Linked DNA regions of Mus musculus: regions 1 and 3 are each linked to region 2. A link is a contact called in public HiChIP or PLAC-seq data. All regions are on one chromosome and are shown on one strand. The core of a region is the stretch at or near the end of the contact, and the rest is flanking DNA. Distances in the headings are between cores, read along the strand shown.

The links. HiChIP or PLAC-seq counts read pairs in DNA pulled down with a chosen protein or histone mark.
Region 1: a contact with region 2 is called in an H3K27ac HiChIP or PLAC-seq map of hepatocytes, with 3 times the contacts expected there. The contact joins two enhancer-like sites. A contact is called at or near these places in 1 of 39 promoter capture datasets (embryonic stem cells), 4 of 484 Hi-C or Micro-C datasets (all in liver), 4 of 115 datasets of contacts at active chromatin or transcription factors (bone marrow-derived dendritic cells, double positive thymocytes, embryonic stem cells and 1 more) and 4 of 9 other capture datasets (adipose tissue, embryonic stem cells, liver and 1 more).
Region 3: an HNF4G HiChIP or PLAC-seq map of pancreatic cancer cells shows a contact between it and region 2. The contact joins two enhancer-like sites. A contact is called at or near these places in 4 of 115 datasets of contacts at active chromatin or transcription factors (bone marrow-derived dendritic cells, differentiating embryonic stem cells, embryonic stem cells and 1 more) and 4 of 9 other capture datasets (adipose tissue, embryonic stem cells, liver and 1 more).

Annotation. Positions count from the first base shown.
Region 1 is chr4:144,971,732-144,974,744 of GRCm38.p6, forward strand. It overlaps Vps13d (vacuolar protein sorting 13D), which reads right to left. Exons shown (of 70, transcript NM_001276465.1): 70 at 891-3,013. Among named protein-coding and RNA genes, the nearest start is that of Gm36317, 9.9 kb to the left of the region's middle. Within about 2 kb of position 1,405, at least 34 of the 459 cell types and tissues checked have an H3K27ac peak or open chromatin away from gene starts, as enhancers often do. A contact at or near this core is called in hepatocytes, where this site is marked.
Region 2 is chr4:145,073,079-145,076,051 of GRCm38.p6, forward strand. It overlaps Vps13d (vacuolar protein sorting 13D), which reads right to left. Exons shown (of 70, transcript NM_001276465.1): 53 at 2,632-2,755; 54 at 1,758-1,993. Among named protein-coding and RNA genes, the nearest start is that of Gm36317, 110 kb to the left of the region's middle. Within about 2 kb of position 1,408, at least 17 of the 459 cell types and tissues checked have an H3K27ac peak or open chromatin away from gene starts, as enhancers often do. A contact at or near this core is called in hepatocytes and pancreatic cancer cells, where this site is marked.
Region 3 is chr4:144,997,391-145,000,116 of GRCm38.p6, forward strand. The region is part of intron 67 of Vps13d (vacuolar protein sorting 13D); the gene reads right to left. Among named protein-coding and RNA genes, the nearest start is that of Gm36317, 35 kb to the left of the region's middle. Within about 2 kb of position 1,316, at least 172 of the 459 cell types and tissues checked have an H3K27ac peak or open chromatin away from gene starts, as enhancers often do. A contact at or near this core is called in pancreatic cancer cells, where this site is marked.

The DNA of each region.
Region 1 (3,013 bases), core at 155-2,654, 100 kb before region 2:
CTAATGATAAACCACAATATTGACAAATTGACTCTCCTATACGGTGAAGTCACATCTTTCTGTATCTCTATCTCCTGCCCTGTCATAATCAGCTCATGTCCCTAGAACACAGTGGTCAAATGTCCACCCTTCTTCTCTCACATATGACCACCCTTAACTTACCCTATGTTTTTTTTTTTCCCTTGCTATGTTGCTGGCCTAGAAATGCCTGGGCTCCAGGGACCCTCAGAACCCAGTGTGGGTAGCTGGGAATATATAGGTGTGATTCCCTGCCCCTAGCCACCTTTCCCGCTTGAGGTACCAGGTATTAACTACCTTCTACCATGGCCAAATACTCTAGAGGTGAGTATGTGGTATCTCTGGTTTCACTCCATTTACCCCTGAACCTTTTCCCTCTTACCCAGCTTTCAGCCCCAACCCCCACCACAACTGCTCCACTGCTCCTGATTCTGAGGTGTGAATGTGGTCCTCCTGGTTTATTAGAAGCATTTGCTAGTATAACTCTGAAACCTACACGGATCCACACCCTCATGGATCACTTGTCTCTAAATGGGCCTGCTCTGCCTCCTTTTCATTTGTCTGAACACTAAGTGATGACCTCTACCCTGCCGGCTCAGCCCAACAGCCCTGGGGTGGTGGTAGTGAACAGCATCTAGCACACAGACACTGGAGGGCAAAGCCTCTTCTGTCTGCTCATTCCAGGTATGTCCAGTCTCCAGTGGTGACTGCCACTTGGCAGCCCCTGACTGCCAAGGCTGTACTATGTGTGATGTCTTGTCACTGGTGAGGATTCTAGAGCTCTAGCAACACAAAGGAGGAAGAAGGGGAGGAGAGGAGAAAGAGGAGGAGGAGGAGGAGGAGCAGGAAGATCAGGAGAAAGAAACCAAACCTGTAGGAAATCAACAAGGTATTTTATTTTATAGAACGTGTGAACTCTGGGGTATGGAGTTTGCACAGTCTGTGTATACATAGTGAAGAACTGGATATTTTATTTTCTGCTCACTGAGAAGCTATGATGCTTTTTATATCTTTTATTTTTTGAGGCACAAATGACACTTGAAGACAAAGTGGCCCTGGATCCTTTAGAACACTGAGGTGGGATGTGCGCCCCACCGAACAGTTGGGGGCTGACACAGAGGCTGCCTCTACGCCTCCTCCATGGGGGTCTGGAAAAGGATGCTCTCCTTCTGGTTTTCCAATGTGATCTAAGAACCAGAGTGGCTTCAAATGTCTCTCCAGCCAGCTTCCCTTCATCTGCTAACTTCTTCCAGAAGAGCTGTATTTGAGGCAGTATGAAATTGCCCCAGCAGAGTCTCTGACACATGGTGAATACCAACTTAAGCGGAAACAGGAGCACTGGCGAGGCCTGTTTCTTCTGGATCGTTGGACTTTGTCCTGGCAAGCCAGGAAGCAATGGTGAAGGCATCTGGAGTATTTCCCAGGCCTGGCATGCGGGCTTTTTGGCTGGGATAACTGAGAACTCAAAGTTGATCTCCCTTCACCCCGAAGTCTTACCCCATCTGGTCTCCAAAACCCATTTTAATACCTGCTCCTTCTAAGGCCAAATATCATAGGAAGGGGCTGTGTCATTGCAGAAGATGGACAGTTATTTAAAGAGCTGATTAAATTAGAAAGGAGCTGGGAGAGGGTGTCTGATTCTCCCTGGGTCCTCCTGAAGCACCAGCTGCAGACTGAGAAACCCAGTTTAAGGGGTTCAAGGCAGCATAGACTTCCCTTAGCAACACTAGTTCCTTCTAATGGTTAGGGACTGTCCCAGCACGTGGCAGGGGACACACATAAGCCATGCTTCTGAAGCCTGCTCTATGAGAGACCAACATCTCAGGTAGTGGGTTACTGAAAGTAAGGCCAGAGGTCAGACTTGGGTGGGTATGGGGGCCCAGGTTGTTGAGGAAGACCATGAGGAACTAAGTCCTCCCCCTCAGCTGTGAGTCTCCAACAAGGGCACTGACAACATCATGCCCTCCTTAGGGAGCAACAAATCCCAACCAAAGACCCAACCCACAAAAAGTGCAGTCCAGTCTACTCCAAGAAAGATGGCAAACTAGGAGGTCAAGAAGGTAACTCCCTGAAAACATTTATGTATCTAAAGTGCTCCTTTAAGATTGCCCTTGCCTATCAGTGCTTATGTACCTTGGTGCATGCACAAACTCAGAGAGAGACACACACAAACACATACATAAACACACACACACACACACACACACACACACACACACACACACACACACGGATTGGGGGTGGGCCTTGGAGAACAGATCCCCTATGTTTGTGTCTTGGAAGGATTAGAGTTATAAATACCAAAACACACCCATTGGGTCACCCTGGATCTCAGCTACGTGTATGACACAATTGTGGAAATTGGCTAGACTTGTTTAAAAACAATACAATACAAAACAAACAAACAAAACACCCCAAACTACAAGGTTTGATTGTAGTATAAGGTGAGGCCCACCCTCCACCTCCAATTTGCTTACTCCTTCTAAAAAGGGGAAACACCAAAGTGAAACCCAGGAAGCCCCTGGCTCCCATGCACACCCTTCTCTATAACTTTCTCCCTTCTCATCCGTTTCTCAGGGGGCTACAATGCTGTGACATGGTTTTACTAAACAGAACACAGTGGGAAATGGGACTTTTTTCCATTTATGTCAAGAGAACCCACCAATGCTTCACACTTCTTAATCACAAGCAGCATGAAGAAAACCTGGATGGCCTTGGTGTGTGAGCACACACTTAGCAACTAACGTTTGACCTCCCAGTTGGGTAGAGTGGTTGAAGAAAGCCAAATGGGAACAAAGGTGGGCACCATGCTGGCCTCTAGTACTTTCCATGGTGGCTCTGCTTCTGCTTCCCTTTAGGTGACTAAAGACTCACCCTTGAGCACTGACTGCAGCTGCAACTCAAACAATGCACCCTTCTACTTCCCAAGAACGTTTTCTCACAGGGACTTCCTGCAAGAGGCGTGCAGAAGTAGTGTGGTAGAAGGGCCAGTCCA
Region 2 (2,973 bases), core at 158-2,657:
CCTGCTCCTCCTCCTGCTCCTCCTCCTCTTCCTCCTTCTTCTTTTCTCCTTCTCCTCCCCCTCCTCCTCCTCCTTCTTCATCATCATTATCATCATCATTTGTGTAGGCTGTTGGGGACTATATACATATGGCTGGGTAAACTCACCTGTGTATATACATTATTCAGTAAGGCCAGAGATCCACATTGGATATCTGCCTCAATTACTCTATATCTTATTATTTGAAACAGGGTCTTGTTGGACCTGGGACTGTGTCAGTTAGCTTAGCTGGCCAGAAAGGCTCAGGATCTGCCCATCTGTGCCCACAGCGCTGGTGTTATAAGCACTTGCCACTGCACTTGGCTTTCCATATGGGAACTGGGCTCCAAACCCAAGAACTTCAGCTTATGGATAAAGCCTGCCCTGAAGTATGTGCACAGTGCTTAATTTAGATCACCTGCCTGTTTGCATCAGTCATTACTATTGTAAAAAGTACTGATGAGTTCAGTTAAAAATTAGTCATCTGGTCATCAAAAGCATAACAAAATTCAACAAGTTAGATTTCATTGAAATGGAAAAATTTTGTTCTTTCAATGATACCATCAAAAAAATAAAAAGACAACCCATAGCATTAGAGAACAAAACCTGCAAAAAGCTGTACAAACAGCTTCGACGCCTACCAACATACGGGCAAGGACATAGCCCAGAGCATTTCTCAGGCCTACACAGACCGAATGCACATCAAAAAAGCAGAGTCACAAGGCATAATGTGGCTGAACCCAAAACATTACACTCAGTAACTCAGTAATAGGTGCCAGACACCGGCGGTCACGGAGGTGATCCTAACTGCAAGGGCTACCCAGCTAGCAAAGCCCACAGGGACAGGAAGTGAAGTGGGTCAGTGGTTGCTGAGGTCTGGGAGTAAGGAGATGAGGAACAAGTGCCAGTGGAGGTTCTTTCAGGGAAAACAAAATGTTTTGGTGAAGCTGGTAAAGTGATAAATATAGTAAATACCACTAACTGTTCAGTTTGAAATGGTTTTCTGTTATGTGAATCTGACCCTCAATGAAATAAAAATAAAAAGCCCTATTTTTTTTCTTCTCCGTTATTAATTCTTCCAAGAATGCACACCAACCCTGTGAGGCATACATTAAAAACTAGTTCCAACTCCTAGCAACCACCCACCCATGGGGTCCAGGTACTGTCCCACTGCGCCAGAGTTCCCAAGAGCTCCTCTCCCTCCCTGTTCCAGCCTAAACCTCTAAGCTTGAGTTCTCCATCAGGACACTCCCCTTAAAAAGAGCTCAGTGGCTGCTGGAACTCAGAGAAAACAAGGAGCTTGTGGGACTTGGAACTAGACAGAACTGGTTTCTCGGGCACTAACCTTTAAGCAGGTCACATTGGTCAGTGCCATAGGAACAACCCCAAAACAAACATCCCCAGCCCAATGTCAAGATAAACACTGCAGGAATTCAACATCCAGGAAAAGGCTGGTCAGTGTTGCTTAATGCTAGGCTCCATGCTTGCAGGTGGGGGTGGGGGAGCGGAAAAGGAAGGGTGGAAGGGGGATCCTTAAAGAAAAAAAGAGTTGAGACACTGGAGAGATCAAGCTACAAATGAGGATGTGGACAAGTCTCTCAAGGTAGACCCTGAGCCTGAGAGATGGTAAAGAAAGAAGGGATCGGCTGCCACCTGTCTCTTCGGAAACTGCCTAAAATATAAAACCAGTGAATAGTTAGAATATTCTGCTTTGCATCAACAGTCATGTCCAGAATTACCCGGAGAACGTGTAGGTGGCAGCAATGTAAATGAAATTTTCATAGTACAACTGTCGGTTATTCTGGAAGTCATTCATGTTGCAGTTAATCTCCGATGAGCCTGCGCCCTTAACGGTCAGTGTGATGAAGGGTGGGAGGGTGGGCTCATCCCAGGCATAATCCAGTGACATCATGGGCTTCACTTCAGTCCGAAGCCTGGGTTCAGCTACACCATGCTGAGTGAAGACAACAGGAACCTAGAGGGCAGAGGGCTTCATTCAGGGCAGTGTCCACTGTGGCACTCACACACTCAAACACAGACTAAAATAAGAAACAGAACCTTTATGATTTCCACTTAACATTTAGGACTATAGAAATGCTCACTGTAATTGATCAACAGTAGTACACTCAACTGTTACTGGGCAATCTGATTCCTTCCTCTGCCTATATAGCGTGTCAACCAAATTCTTTGGGTGGCAGAAAGTTTACTTTAATCTGGATGAGGGAGGTCAACTATTAAAATAATTAACTGAAGTGGCTGGAGAGGTAGCTTAGTGGTTAAAAGTACTAGTTCTTGTAGAAGACCTGGGTCCGATTCCCAGCACCCACATGGTGACTCACAACCACCCATAACTCTAGTTCCAGGGGATCTAACACCTTCTTCTGATCTATGAAGTCACCAGGCACATTTGGTGCATACACATATACATGCAGACAAAATGCTCAGACACATAAAATGAGTAAGCAAATCTGGAAATAATAACAGCAGCAGCTGAAACCATCTCTTAAGGGTGGGGGTTTCAGGGCCACAGAGCTTTAGTAAGTGTTGCATGCACTGTGCCAATATCTTCCACCCTGTACCACGTGAGCAGCCAACCCTCAGCAGCACTGGTACCTTGGAAAAGTTGTCAATTCTGAAAGGTGGTGGTAACTGATCTGTGTCACTGAAGGAGATCCTGTAAGTAGCTCCTCGGAGAGTAATCTCCACTCGTAGGAAGAAACATTTTCCCAGGGTGTCCCTGCAGAACAAAGGCCAAAGGTTGAATTAAAAGGAGACAGGTCCAGGAAATCTGAGGTCTTCTGAGCTCTGCAGGTACCAGGTACACATGTGATGCACAAACACGCATGCACACTAATTCTCATGCGTGTAAAATAAATCTTTAAAAAGAGAAAAGGAAGAGATCGGCTACAGCCCCTTCATTCCTTAGTCACAGCACTCTGGGGCTCAACAGGAGAA
Region 3 (2,726 bases), core at 66-2,565, 76 kb before region 2:
AATATGCTCTGACAGAAGAGCTGGAGGTGTTAGCAGGCCCAACAGGGACCTGGGTATGCATGGTACAGTTGTTAAAGGGTCCTCCAGGTAAGGCATGCATTGTGAATCTACACGTTAAGAATGGGAAAGAGCACATGCAGCTAGTCTCCCAGCATGCCCCAGTCCCAACGCACCAGCAAAGGGAATAGTGACATCTGGAACTGGTTTTGAGGCTCTCCAGCTGCAGATACACAAGACTGAAGGGGCTTATGGCTGTCCCTTCTGATTCTCATCAGGGCCAAACACAAGCCAGAAGACAAGCTGGTTCAGAAACCGAATCAACCTCACTTTGAAATGCTCTTCACTCCCCGACCTCCTTTGAAAACAGAATTAATAGTCCAGGTGGAAAGAGATCAAAATGAAAGATAAGGGCTCAGGTCCTCTCAGGTGTATTTTGAGATTTCATTCAGATCAGATGTACCCTGGGTCAGAGTTGACTTCCTAGCACCTATCCTCTTAGGAGACAAGAGCCAGTAAGAATGAATTCATTTGTATTGTTGGCCTGAGGAAGGGGTGGGGGCTGTCTGTATAGGCCTGGAAAAAAAGGACACATACAAATTGTGTTAGAGACATGCCATGAGCCAGAGAGATGGGGGTAAGATGCTAGATACTGCCAGACAGATGGGGCAATAAGCGAAATCTCCCAGACCTGGTGCCAACCACTGCTCACACCCAGCATGTGGCTTTCTAATTGTTTCCCTGTGCATGGGTACACAGGCTTGTGAGCAAGACAAAAAGGAAGCAATAGACAATGCCCTCCTGCTCAAGCTTTCCTGTAGCTCAGAGAGAGGCAGGTATAGCCAAACCTCCTCTGATACCAAGAAGGGACACAAAAGCTCTGTCCTCTCTCCCTAAAACTGAGGGTTTCTTTTTTCTTCTGGACCCAGGCACAGACAGCAGACAGTGAGGGCAAACTCTGGCTAACTAATGATCAAGTTCCTTGGGGAGGGAGGGGCATAAGCAAGCCCAGAGCAGCTCTGATGCTGACAAACGGTGAGTCATGGGAGAGGCCAGAAGTGACTCTTTGGTTGTAGTTCTTCGAGGCTCCCTTTCCAAAGGATTGCTCAGACCAGGGAGTGGGACCAAACTTCCTTCTATGTGGTACAAAAATCATTGAGGACTTCCTGGTGTTCTGGATGTAGATTTTTGCAGATAAGAATCTCTATGAATGCTAGTTAACATCTGGCATATTCAATGATTAATTATTAAACAGAACCAAAGAAATCCAAAGAGCAGCAAAATTTCTTCATACAATTTGGCCTCATATGGAGGGTGAAGAGACACATGCAGTTTGGGTTTAGCAATCGTGTAATGGAGTCCAGATGACAACTCCCTCCATGCTGGAGTCACCATCAGAGTCTCTTGGGGCCTTCAGAGCACCTTGACAGTGGAAACATGACTAACAAAGGACCCAGAGAGAGGTCTTAGGTTGGCTGGGCACCGTATCTCTTCCCTTACCTCTAGAGTCTTTTACTCAGGCCCACAGCACCAAAATAAACAGAAATCCCCTCTGGCCTGCCAAGGGGGCCACAGCATGCTGAGCACATCTGATGCAGCAGGCACCCTACCTACACAGAGACTTCCTGTGCCAGCTGTGTAGCAGCTGGTTCTTGCTCCCAGGTGATGAGCAGATAAAGAGGGACTTCTGGAAAGTAGATCAGAATTAAGGATATAGCCAGGGAGTGGCACTGCTGCTTTCTGGAAAGGCAGATTCTGGGTATAGAAGGGAGTGCCACAGTTCCTGGGTACAAAGTATGGTGACCTGGTCTCTGGACATGAGCCAGGGTCCCTCTGCTCTGGAAATGACAGACACAAAGCATGGCCAAGGACCCCAATGAGGAGGGATGGGCTGACAAACAAGATGAAACTACCCCAATCCACTTTCCCTCCTAGGCCCTCTGAATGCAGGTAGCTATATTAATTAAACCCATGTCTGTCTGCACATCTGCTCATGTCACGGTTCCTTCTGAGAACTCAGGCTGCCTGCCCTTGCTGAGATATCTACTTGCCCATGCCCTCCTTAGTGAGGGACTAGAGCTCCTTTGAGGCCACCTGGAACACCAGGCCTTTCCATAAGGCAGCCTTGCACCTGCTCTGATCAGCATGGGGCTTGGCCCCATGAGAGCCAGAGAGCAAGGCCCATCTAGAGCCTCCACAATGCTATGCAAAGATACAGCATCCAGGCATCAACCACTCTGCCACCAACACAGCCTCCTAGGAGACGGCTAGGTTTCCTGTTGTGTCAGCCCCGTTTCCTTCAGCAACATTATACTGCAAACAGAGAGCCGCTCTGAAGAAAGCACCGTGGTGTCCCATTTCTGGGCTGGGGGACGGGGGAGGGATGGAGGCAGACTGCCTAGCTGTTCTGAAGGGGAACATTCCAGCACTGTGACCCCCTCAACGTGGCTTTCCTTCCCTCTCCCCAGACCTGAAATACTGTTTGAAGAAAGGAAGCATGCAAGCTTCCCTGTGTGACCTTGGATGGGCAGGTTCTGAATGGCAGCTGGGTCTATTACATGCCGTGTGAGAGGGTTAAGCAGGACAGCCTCAACTCTTTATAAACTTTTGCCCTGTGGATATGTACTCATTGGCGGCAGTACAAGACTCGAGCTGTATTACACGCCTTAACGATATGGTTCAACTGTCGGTCAGGCTTGGGCCTGGCAACGGGCCAGACCGCAATCAAT